Regions from separate parts of the Mus musculus genome. Here region 2 is linked to region 1. Evidence: chromatin contacts called from public Micro-C data. All regions are on one chromosome and are shown on one strand. The core of a region is the stretch at or near the end of the contact, and the rest is flanking DNA. Distances in the headings are between cores, read along the strand shown. Region 1 holds the start of Mast4 (microtubule associated serine/threonine kinase family member 4). Region 2 holds the start of Nln (neurolysin (metallopeptidase M3 family)).

The links. A called contact is a pair of places that touch in the nucleus more often than the background predicts.
Region 2: a Micro-C map of embryonic stem cells shows a contact between it and region 1, with 4 times the contacts expected there. The contact joins the promoter of Nln here to the promoter of Mast4 in region 1. A contact is called at or near these places in 1 of 39 promoter capture datasets (stem cell-derived epiblast-like cells) and 1 of 484 Hi-C or Micro-C datasets (embryonic stem cells).

Annotation. Positions count from the first base shown.
Region 1 is chr13:103,332,495-103,335,823 of GRCm38.p6, reverse strand. It overlaps Mast4 (microtubule associated serine/threonine kinase family member 4), which reads left to right and starts at 1,332. Exons shown (of 29, transcript NM_175171.3): 1 at 1,332-1,988. The coding sequence starts at 1,632.
Region 2 is chr13:104,108,241-104,111,740 of GRCm38.p6, reverse strand. It overlaps Nln (neurolysin (metallopeptidase M3 family)), which reads left to right and starts at 2,127. Exons shown (of 13, transcript NM_029447.2): 1 at 2,127-2,325. The coding sequence starts at 2,285. It overlaps Sgtb (small glutamine-rich tetratricopeptide repeat (TPR)-containing, beta), which reads right to left and starts at 2,000. Exons shown (of 11, transcript NM_144838.2): 1 at 1,772-2,000; 2 at 552-671. The coding sequence starts at 651.

The DNA.
Region 1 (3,329 bases), core at 83-2,582:
ACTCCAGTCCTTTTCTCAAGGACCCTTGGCAGACCTGTTCTGACAGAGAGAAATGTAAAATTCTGGAGGACTCCTCGGCTTGAAGATCTGCAATGGCTTCGGTGTAATTCTTCCCCTCTTCTCCCACGGCACATTGTAGCACTTACCAGAGCTTTTAAACATGAATAATGAGGCGGTATTATGCAATATCAATCTCTCCCCCGACCACAAGCTCCTCAAGGGCAGGAGACCTGCCGTATTCATCTTTGTATCCCCTGCAACCAACTGGCACACATCTCAATCAACGTCTGTGGAATGGAAGCTGGCTGAATTTATACCTCGGGTCACGGTGTGGAGCTCAGACGGGTCTGGAGCTGAAGGCAAGTAGGACTCATTTATTTCTCGCTGCCTAACTCCGCACTGGCTTCCCAGCAGATCCAAGACACCACAAAGGTTAAGGTGATTATTCTGTTGGTGCTTTGGTGGAAGCTCTTTCTCCTTGTTCTTATAGGAAAGGAAAAATGAGGCCCCAGGTCGGCCGCGTTGTGCCTATGCAGGGCTAGAGAAAGCCAGTTAGGAATGTCCCTTAGCCCAGCGGCAGAACCGCAAAGAGCTGCTAAGACCGTTCTGATAAAGCCTGGTCCTAAACACAGAGCATCAGCTGTTTCCTTCCTTTGTCACAAGCGCGTGTCTTTGACTTAACTTTAGTTTCTAAGCAGAAATACAGAAAAATCATCTTTGGAGACCTTGGCTTGTGTCCAAGCCGGGAACTCTGCTGACACTTTATTTTGCTCTATCTAGTCTTATTGCCAGACAACATCGGTGTTGACGCTTCCCTTTACAATTTGAGGAAACTGAGGCCCAAGAGGTTTATCCAGAAAGAGGCTTGGAGATGGGCTGCGTTTGGATCCCCTCTCTCCACCCACCACGGACTTCGCTCTCTGCACACGGGTGGGAGCGTGAGTTTGCGCGTGACTGGCCGCGCGCTTCCGTTTTCACGCGAATCCTCCCGCCTAATTTCCCCGATTTCACTTTTTGGAGACTAAAAGTCCGGTTCTCCAAGGTCTCGCCTCACTCAGCCATCTCCCACCCACGTCCCAAGGACAGACGGCCACTCCCCCACCCATTTCTGAGTCCCAGACCGAGTTAAGTCCGCGGACTCCGCGTCGGCCCTGTGGATCCCCGCGCCGTGGGGCTGCCCCGCGCACCCAGAGCTCCCGCGGGATCGGGTGGCCCGCTCCTGGCCCCACCTCCCCTACCTGACGCCCGCGCGGCCAGCGGCTCCGCAGCCTCCGCCCACCAGCGCGCCTGCGCTGCCATTGGCTCCGCGGGCTGCCCGTCTCCTCCGCTCCGTCCCGGAGGCAGGTTTAGCGGGAGAAGCCGCAGTCCCGGCGGCTCGGGCGCAGCGCGGAGCGCCGATCGCGGTGGGCATGGCCCCGCGCGCGGGAGTCCATGTCAGCAGCCGAGCCACGGCGGCAGTGAACTTGGCGACGCGCTCCTGTGGTCCAACCTCTGTCATGTAGTCGCCGGCGGCGCTCCCCGCAGCCCGGGAGCCGCAGCGCGATCCAGACACAGCAGAGCAGCCGGGGCTTCTTCGGGAGGCGCCGAGCGCACCGCCACCCCTCGGACGGCACTTTGGGCCGAAAAGGGACATGGGGGAGAAAGTTTCCGAGGCGCCTGAGCCCGTGCCCCGGGGCTGCAGCGGACACGGCGCCCGGACCCTAGTCTCTTCGGCGGCAGCCGTGTCCTCGGAGGGCGCTTCCTCAGCGGAGTCATCCTCTGGCTCGGAAACTCTGTCGGAGGAAGGGGAGCCCAGCCGCTTCTCCTGCAGGTCGCAGCCGCCGCGGCCGCCGGGCGGCGCCCTGGGAACCCGGCTACCCGCCGCGTGGGCTCCCGCGCGCGTGGCTCTGGAGCGTGGAGTCCCTACCCTGCCGCTGCCGCACCCGGGAGGAGCGGTGCTGCCGGTGCCCCAGGTCAGCAGCGCATCCCAAGAGGAGCAGGATGAAGAGGTGGGCTCAGTCTGTCCCATCCCACACCCTCCAGGTCCCGGCTGTAGGGGCCCTTTAGGTCCCTTTGCGTGCGCGCTGGTGTCTTGGAGAGGGGAGGGAACTAAAGGTGCTCTGCTACAGCCTGGGATAGTGACTGTCAGGAGACTCTGTGGGTCCTTGACTTCTAGTGGTTGTCCTCGCGCGCTTGTCTACATGGGCTACCCGACCGTGTGCTTTGGAAGTGTCACTGAGCCGATCGATCCCTTCATGTCTGTATCTGCTTGGGTCCTTAGCTATTGAATGTGATCTGAAAGCTTGGCTTGTCCCCACAACTCATATCCAGATTCTTAGACGTGGGAATCGCTAATCACTGCGGTCTTGGATGGAGCGGGAGACCTGGAGCGTTTGACGCTGGTGGGAGTGGTGACTGTGGAGTTGCTTCTTGGGGTGTCAGAGACCAGAATACGCTGGAGTCGCCCGTGGGTGGTTTTGGTGGTCGCTTCACCTTTCATCCTGGGGAAGAGGAAGATTCCCCATGCTAAGCCTATCGCGCCGGCTCCTATTTGGACTCAGTGTCCAGAGGAGCGCTGTCACCAATCTGGATAGGATGTGTCTTGTTCAGAGGACTTTGTCTAGCCTCATTTCTTCGAAGGCTGTGCATCCAAAAATTATCGGTCTCTTCCTGACACACCGAGTTTTGTAATCCACTAGGTTGCTATCTCTGGTTTTCTTCTCACCCCCGCCCCCCTCCGCCCCTTTCCCCTCTTACTTTGGAAGACAGGAAAGGAAGATTCTCCAAGTCTTTAAGATTGTTTGCTTTGGACATCTCTTGTGGGAGAAATCATCTTGATCAGACAGGACCATAAATAAAACATGACCCTAGCGTAGTCTTCCGTGTGAAATTAATTCCGCCGTGCCAGACTGGTATTTCCCCGGTCTCTGCTGGGATTAGCAGTAGGAAACAATTGCCTTTGTCCTTAGAAGAAGTAAACAGAGCCCGGGGTCCTGGCTTTAGCCCCCTGGGCATCTAGCCTGGAAGTAGAGGCCGGATCTTGCAGAGGCAAGTTCTAGCCAAGCAAAGATGGAAGGAGCCTTGGCTGGTGGTTGGCCAAATCTCTGGCCATGATCCTTTTCTGGATGCTGTGGGAGTTCAGGGATCTCGGCAGGTGCCTGGAACTCTGCTTTCTAGAACTCTTTGGCTCCTGAGTTGTGAGACCTGGATGCATTTCCTTCCTTAGAAGTTCACTTCTGTAGTTAAAAGTGGAGAGTTTCAAGGTTAAGTTCATTCCAACACGAGTGCTGTTTCTGGCCTGGAATTTTGGGTAGCTCTAAGTTCCAGATTGAGTTAAGTCATAGTCCAGG
Region 2 (3,500 bases), core at 878-3,377, 780 kb before region 1:
GTCCTGCTTAGCTTTACTGAATCCAAGATTTAAAGCTCACGGAAAACAAGGGCGAAATTCTCTCATCCTCCAAAGCACCGTTTGCTAGAGTTCGGTAACAGTACTAATTAATTACTGAGTTGTTTTGTTTTTAACACGGTGCTATTGCCATGACTAAGGTATTTTCGTATGTTCAGAATGAGATTCTTTGCTATTAGGAAAATAGGGGGAAATCTTTGAAGTATAGATTTGAATGTAAACATCAGCTTTGTTACATGGTAGCCGTTCTGCTGCTTAAACAATCTAATTTCCTAGTCTGTTCATTGGGGATAATGTTCCCATGATGAAAAACTTCCCTAAAATATGAATGACATACTTCTGACAGTAATTTTTCAGTAGACAAATAGTCCTATTTCCTATTAGTTAAAACAAACCTCAAAAAATGGAAATAACATATCTAGTTAAGCCTCTCAACAAAATATTCTGATTTTGTTATTAAAAACCATAAGCTTTGGATTGTAGCTATTTTAGTATTTCTTTACAAAATTAGGACACAAACAATAGGTGCCTACCTTCCAAACTTTCTTGTTCATCAGAAGTATATGCATCCATCTGACTTTGTTCCCGCAAGAAACGAATAACTGCATAAACTAGGGGCTTCACAGATGACATTTTAGACGCTTAAATATCTCCTTGATTAAAAAAGAAGAAGAAAATAACAAGGGTCATCCACCAAGTTCAAAGCAATAAAAGCAAAAATATTCATTACCTTGATTACTTTTCTCTCTTTAAAGGGTCCAGAAAGCACAAGTGGTTATAGTCATGTATTCCACATGCTCATTCAGACCCAGCACTATTCAACTATGTTAAAGCTTGCATCAGTAAAAAAATAAAAATAACAAAGACAGATTTTCAAAACATGTGTAGCAACGCCTAGAGCTCACCGTGTCTTAACAGCATATATGATACAGATACAAGAAAGTATAGGAGTGCAGACATATGGAGAATCACCCTTGAAAGGCCTCGCTTCTAAGTTGAGGGAGATCTCGTACTGCTGACTCAGAATGTGAGCCATAGTGAGAGCATCTTCCTTTATTCCAAGAGATTTTTTTTAATGTATTAATCATTTATACTCTACTACTTTTGTAGGTTAAGAGTCACTTGCTGACGACAAGGCTCTGTGGAAAGGTTATTCAACCATTGAGTGTTATTGTTAAAACCCGGCGTTTCTATTTAATCAGTACACTGGTCAGAAATCACCGTCTAACCCGATAGATAGTACAAACCGATCTGCCCCTGCCTGCAGTAGCTGTGCTCTCGTGGACAAGCTGGAAGCTCCTGGCCGCGTTCATTCACATGGAATACTATGCATCCAAACAGTGGCGCAGGGCCAGGTGGCATTAATGGCTTATTTCCACTAAATCGTATCAGCAATCTGCTCCCCGGGATCCCTAATTCACAGCCAGGGTGTGGTACCCGCTTCTAGGATGTTTATTAGCTTTGTACTTCTTTTAAAGGCGAATCTACTCCCTAGGCCAGAGAGGTTATTTCACTCTCTGACTAAGGACCCGGGGCAGAAGAGGGAAACAGAATGGGGGTGGGGAGAGCTGTCCAACCTCCTCCAAGCTTCCCCTCCTACATCTCCAATCACATCCACCTCCCACCCCCATGGTTCCCTCCCCGTTGTACCCCGGCTTTGCCTCAGCCCAGACAGTGTTTGCAGGGGGTGCGCGGTGCAGGCCTCCATCTGGGGCTGCGGGAGACGCACCCTTTCCAGAGAGAAGCCCCTTACCACGAGAGGACACGAGATGACGGCTGCGGGCCCGGGGGCGTCGGGAAGCGGGTCCGCCTGTCCCCGCGGTCCTCGGGGCTTGAGCGGTGTTCTGGATCGCAGAGGGGGCCACGGCTCCCAAACTTCCCCCGCTCCAATGCTGCCGCCGCCGCCGCCCCCTCAGCCCACCCGGCTGCTCGCAAGGCTCTCGGACGACAGTGCTTGCTGGATCCGCCCCAGGGGCGGAGCAGGGCACGGAGGGGTGGGGTGGAGGCGGGGCAGAGAGAGGGGCGGGGCGATGGACTCGGGGCGGGGACGGAGCCGGATGCGGGGCGGGGCTAGGGGCGGGGCCACGGCGTAGGCGTGGGCCTGCAGCACGTGGGAGGGCGCTGGCTAGCGGCCTCAGTCTCGAGATCTGGTCTGCTCCGCTCTGCCCGCTCTCGGCTTCCGGGCTCGCAGACTCCACCGCCCGCCTCCTGCACCTACCAAGCCGGAGGACCACGCGCCAGCTGCTGCCGGCCTCCCGGCCTGCCCATGATCACCCTGTGCCTTTCGGCTCTGCGAGGCCTCCACAGGTACTCTAGTGGGCGGGTTAACCTTGACCGTGGGCAAGGGTGGGGTCGTCTGTCGACGACAGCCGTGGGGCCTGGTGCAGCCCTACTACACCCACCCAGGATGCCTCTGGGACTGTTCTTTCCCTCTGCCTGCTTGATGGACTCTGTAGGGACACCTGGTGCAGCAACCTGGGGCCACCTTTCCCTTGCCGCTTCCCCCAGGAGGCCGTCCTTTCCCCTTTGTTTGGGATTGCTTCAGCCGCAGTCTGTGAGAATTGTTGGGTTCACAGACCCAACCCAAAATAAATACGGAAGGATAGACCGACGCGCCCTTCAGACCTGCGGACCTGATACAGAGAGTGCCGCAGCTGTGGACTCCAGAAAGCAAGCATTTTCGTACGCACCTCATGCACTTGTTAGCGGTCCAGGCGTTTAATATACACCCGAGACCGCTTTGGTTTTCATACTTATTTCCGTCCTTGCTTTCTAACTTCATTTTTATATCCCTCCTTCCTTAAAACATTCGATCTCTTAACCTGGCAAATTGACTTGGTCCAGAATTGTTGCTTGGACACGGTTTGAATTGCTTCCTAGCGCTCTAACCACACCCCTCTGCAACAGACCAGTAGCAAAATGGTGAGAGAATTAAATTCTTTGCACGGATATGCCGGGTTTTCGGGAACAAAGCCGCCACCACCTCCCATTGCCAAATCTGCCTTACACTGAAATTTCATGTGAAAGTTCAACGGGGAAAAAAGAACTTTGTGGGGTTTGTAGATGTGCACACAACTATTTCAACCATCAGCATTTCTGCTTTTCGTCATTTTCTATTGTGCTTTGCCACTCATCTGCGTGGATCACTGTGTTCCTTAGCCCTTGTGCACCCAGGGGACAATAGTGATTCTTCAGAGTTCACCTGATGACTGTGACCATTATTTGAGCAAGGTTTGTTGTTTTCTGGTCTCCAGGCTGGAAGTGGTAAAGCTGTCAAATGAAGTTCTTTTTTCCATTTAATGGAAAGCAAGAAGAGAGAATAAATTTCCATTATAACGCTGCTAGCTCTCTTTTCTAACTTTTTAATATTAAGACCCCTTTACCTTTAAAAATTGCTGAAAACCTAGGAACATTAATTTTGTTGTTGTCGATTATATCTACCGATAGTTAACCATATACAATTAAAACTGGGACATTCGGGC